Regions from separate parts of the Zea mays genome. Here region 2 is linked to region 1. A link is a contact called in public Hi-C data. All regions are on one chromosome and are shown on one strand. Each heading gives the region's core, a stretch centred on a gene start, on an enhancer-like site or on the middle of the called end of the contact. The rest is flanking DNA. Distances are from core to core; before and after follow the strand shown.

The links. A called contact is a pair of places that touch in the nucleus more often than the background predicts.
Region 2: a Hi-C map of tassel shows a contact between it and region 1, with 4 times the contacts expected there. The contact joins the promoter of LOC100192039 here to the promoter of LOC100383344 in region 1. A contact is called at or near these places in 2 of 25 Hi-C or Micro-C datasets (ear and tassel).

The regions. Positions count from the first base shown.
Region 1 is chr9:96,166,840-96,169,399 of Zm-B73-REFERENCE-NAM-5.0, reverse strand. It overlaps LOC100383344, which reads right to left and starts at 1,283. Exons shown (of 2, transcript NM_001176000.1): 1 at 447-1,283; 2 at 1-350. The coding sequence starts at 1,207. The coding sequence ends at 218.
Region 2 is chr9:96,370,019-96,372,578 of Zm-B73-REFERENCE-NAM-5.0, reverse strand. It overlaps LOC100192039 (putative O-glycosyl hydrolase family 17 protein), which reads right to left and starts at 1,292. Exons shown (of 3, transcript NM_001137462.2): 1 at 441-1,292. The coding sequence starts at 498.

The sequences.
Region 1 (2,560 bases), core at 34-2,533:
ATAGACGCTAATAGGCTTAGGCGCGTGTGTGCTCTGCCAGATTCAGTTTTACATGTGCCGTGATTCAGTTCACAAGCGGCGAGGAGCCTGCCGGCGATGTGAGTCACTCGTCGGGGGTTTCTGCACGGTTATCACCCAGTCACTCTCCACTCTCCAGGGTTCCAGATTCAGCTTCGTTCACAGGCGGTGGTGAGATCTAGATCGAGTTCACGATCATCTAAGAGGCCGCTGTGATGGAAGGACGCTGAGCTGCCCCCTGGAACAGCGAAGGCGGTGGCAAGGGCTCGGAGTTCTCTTCCTCGTCTTCCTCGGCGTCCCACAGGAACCCGGCGTAAGAGCCCAGGACGTAGCTGAAGCGGAAGCAAGATCACTGTTGTCAGCGCGATCTGAATAGACAGTATATGTGTATATCGGCGTGTAACAAGAATCACGGTGATGTCACTGACCAGTCGTCGGGCGCGGCCTGGACGGCGCGGCTGTAGTAGTCCTCGGCGCGGCCAGCGTCGCGGCTGGTCTCCCAAACGAGGCCCGCGTAGAGCGACAGCGCCTCGGCGTCGCCGGGGCTGGCGAGGATGGCGCGCTCGCAGTACTCCTGCGCCCTTGCCGCGTCCCCGGCCACCTCCTTGAGGAACCTGGCGTAGTTGACCAGGAGCAGCGAGTTGCCCGGGTCCGCCTCGATCATCTGCCGGTAGTGGGCGTCCGTGGCGGCGCGGTTGCTGCCACCGTCGCCGTCCCCGATCCCACCCTTGCCGCCGCTGCTGCCGCACGCCTTCCCGCCCCCGCCGCTGCCCCCGACGCCCTGCTCCACGAACGCCAGCGCCGCGGCGGCGGACACGTCCAGCCCCGTGTTCGTCAGCAGCCGACGCAGCGGCAGCGGCACGTCCACGCCGGCCCCCGCGACCGCGACCAGGTCCTCCTCCTCCTCGCCCTCGCCGTCCTCCTCCTCGACGAAGATGGAGGCGGACGAGGACAAGGACGCGGACAGGGACAGCCTCGGCGCCCTCCCGTGTCCATCGTCCTTCTTGGGCACGAGCGGCGCGGCGAGGTCCCCCTCGGACATGGCGCGGCACAGCACCGGCCCATGCCTAGGCGCCGCCACTGCCGGTGACAACAACGGCGAAACCACCGCGAGGTGCTCGACCGACGCCGCCGCAGCCGGCGCGCGCCCGCAGTTGAGCAGCGGCGAGGACGCGCTCCGAAGCAGCATCACGCCAGCCAGACTTCACTCGTCCTCGGCTCTCGGGCCCTCTCTCTCTCTCTCTCGCAAATATCGCGAGCGGCAGTGTCCGCGCCCGTGCCACTGAGTCACTGACATCCCACGGGGCCGCGAATATTTATAAGCCCGCGCGGCGCGCGCACGTGATGGCGTCCGGCGTGGCGTCCGCTGAGTGGCCGCAGCGATACGCGCCGTGGGTCCCGTGTTGGCCCGCCGGCTGCCGCAGTGGCTGTCGCTTTGGGAGGTGGGGCCCGTTGGTGGAGGGGCGGGCCCGAGAGCGGACGGACGAAACGAGCTGCGGGCTACGCGACGGAACGCGGGGCAGCGGGTGGGTGAGCGCGACGGCGGTTGGACTGCCGGACGGGTACTGATTTGCCCTTGGCTACCAATGATTGGCCGCCGCAAGGTTTTACATGCTTGGCTGCCATGAGCGGACAGCAACCAGGGCGTCGGTCTACGGCGGCTGAGGGACAGAGCTGTGTGGAGCTCGCGCCGTGGTTAGATGGGTCAAGTTGTGTGTGAAAACGGTGTGGTTTTAGAGGAGAACAAATTCAAAAGATAGGTAGGCTCAAGATCTTCGTTTGGGATGATAGGTTGCTAGAGGGTTTTGAACAGGGGAACCTATTTATGTTCAAATGGCAGGATGTCATATACACAATGTGAGATAAATGTCTTAGATTTAAAATATGCACGTGAACACTGAATATGTTGCCTTTGGATAGAGAGGAGCGAGGAGCAATTTTTTCTTTAACTCTCACTTCCAAATATAAATGAACATACATACTCATGATCTGAATCTGTGAGAGCTATATTGAATGCTTGTTTGATAGAGCTCCACGGGTAGAAGAAGTGAACCTGGATCCTATATTTATCTAGATGCACCGTGAAGCAGCTCTGCCATAGATCTAAGACTCGCTAAATTATTTGATATAACTCTACATCTCTTTGTATCTCACTGTCACCTTGGATCCCATACGCCGAAAAAAAGAATAAAATCATGGCAACTTTAAAAAAAACTTCGTGAACAAATCTGCTCCAAAAAAACCCTACCAAGTGGCCCTAAATCATTAGAACATGTAGTTCTACTAAACTTGTGAAAATGTATTGTTAATATTTATGACTCAACATAGTTATATCATAAATATATATTCAATAATAAATATAATAATATATATTTGTAGTCCTTTATATGTTTTTCCTCAAATTAACTTTGAGTAGTTAAGCTAGTACCGTGTGTTTGTTATAAGAAAGAAAATCGAAACAAAAGGTTTTTTTTATTCTATTGCAATATAGCCATTGATTTCTACACTTAATTTTACTTTATTATAGATCCTTGATTCTAGA
Region 2 (2,560 bases), core at 43-2,542, 200 kb before region 1:
TTTCAGTATAACAAAAGTACATGGTAACGGCATCTATTGCAATTGTCGCCAATTGAACACGACAACGCTAAATCACGGAACTGAATATGTATCATCATAAAGGAAAAATATCAGTACCATGTGGCAGGAACGCCAGGAGGCAACAAACACCACCAATCAAATTTCAGTATAACAAAAGTACATGGTAACGGCATCTATTGCAATTGTCGCCAATTGAACACGACAACGCTAAATCACGGAACTGAATATGTATCATCATAAAGGAAAAATATCAGTACCATGTGGCGGGAACGCCAGGAGGCAACAAACACCACCAATCAAATTTCAGTATAACAAAAGTACATGGTAACGGCATCTATTGCAATTGTCGCCAATTGAACACGACAACGCTAAATCACGGAACTGAATATGTATCATCAATAAAGGAAAAATATCAGTACCATGTGGCGGGAACGCCAGGAGACAGCAGCAAAGGAGCAGCACCATCTGAGGCACCATTATCGCAGCCCCGTAGCCGGTCAGTGAGGAGCGGGAACCAAACAGGGGACTGCCACAGTAGGCACCAGCAGCGTGAGAGTGGCAGGCAAGAAGCGCCTTGCTGAGCACTTCAGTTCCGGGCCGGGGCGTGGCACCGGGGCGGCAAGTTCCATAGACGGACCGGGGCCCTCCAAGGCCGGGCAACGGCGGATGCTCTCCCCACACCGCCGCTTGTGCCGTCGCACGGGAGAGAGAATCAGCAGCAATCGAAAAGTAGAACAGAATCCACAAGAATCTCGGATCCCTCGCTTCACACACACCGCAACTCCAGCGCCACCGCAATCACAAACCAAACCACCAACAACGGCAACACGAAAGGGCAGGTTAAGGAGGAGGAATCTTGACTCCCGTGCCGTCCTATTAGCACTCCGCCCAACAGAAGCAAGCAGTGAAGCAGCAAAGCGAGGTGGTGGAAGTGTGCCTGGATGAAAAGCGGGGAACTTTCTACTGGCTAATCTCGCACGAGGGAGGGAGGTCAAGATAGTTCGCTTAGCGAGGAGAGATCGATCGGGGGAAAAGGGGTGGGCCGACGAAGTAGATTGGCGAACCAACGAAGAGGGGACTCCGGTCGCGAGTGAAGGGGACGGAGCGGAGGACCTTGACGCCAGGCCCGCCTTGCGGACCGGATACGGAGACGGCGGCGAGCGGTGAGAGCGACGGAGAGAGAAACCGCAACCGCTGCTCCGTTTCCTACGGGCTATGGTGGAAGGGGTTTCGCTGTTCCGGCTGGGGTTTTGATTTTTGAAAACGCGGAGTGGAGTGGGAGGGGGAGGAAGCAGCCGAGCCGGGTGCGGAAGTAGCAGGACAGGGGCAGGCGCCGTGGCGGTGGTGTGGTGCTCTGTGCGTGCGTGTCGTGGACCGGCGATGGTGGGGACGAGCAGGGTAGCTTTCCTATTCCTTGGCCGTTTTGCGGATCGACCCCAGTTCAAAGTCTGTAGGTGTATCGTGTACGTTGCCAACCCTTGGGTTTATTTTTATTTTATTTTTTGAAACCATGCCTCTTGCTCTTGGACTTGTGCTTGTGGTTGCTTTTTGTTCCACGTTATGGGCGTTAATCTTCTAGGTTGACACAAACAGGACAGGGAGTGTGTGAGTCTAAGGCCTTGTTTATTTACCCTCGAGATTATATAATTCAGTTTAAATAAATTAAATGGTAAATAAACAATATAAATTATTATTTAAATTATACAATCTAGATATCTAGATTATATTAAATTGATAATCTATAAGCAGGTTAGATGCTTATATAATCTATAAACTGGATTATTTAATCGACCTTATAAGATTATATAAGGCTATGTTTGTTTCATTCCACCTTATAAGATTATATAAGGATATGTTTGTTTCATTCCAATATTATATAATCTAACTTATAGGATTATATAAGTATCTAATGATATGTTTATGGATAATAATAATCTAGGTATCTAGATTGTATAATCCATCCAATAATATGTGTTGTTTGTTTACCTCTTAACTTATTTAAATTGGATTATATAATCTCGAGGGTAAACAAACAGAATCTAAAGTCAAATAATAATTGTCTAAGTTTGTCGAGAATATGCTTAGTGTTTGTTTGTTTGTTTAGGATTATAATCTACCTAGATTATATAATCTAACTTATTTTGAACTAAGTGATTATATAATCTAGGTAGATTATAATCTCAAACAAACATGCACCTAGCCTTTCATGACATATAAGGGTTGTGTGCATATAAGATAGGCTAGGCACACATCTTCAAATTTTGATCACTGGATAAGACCCATGTGCTAAGACCATACGTGAAAGGAATCACTTGTTGTAGATTGCAATATGATAATGTGGATCCATAATTTTCTTGATGTATATAAATACGGTCGTCTTAGATGTTGAATTAGGTTAAAGTTTGCATTAGCCAAATAGATGTAGGACTACTAATATGCATGGTTGAAATGGGTTTTATGGGGTGGGTATTGAGATCGGTGTTGTTTAGATGGGTGGGAATTGGTTTTAGATCTAAATGAGGCATGTTGGTGTGGATTT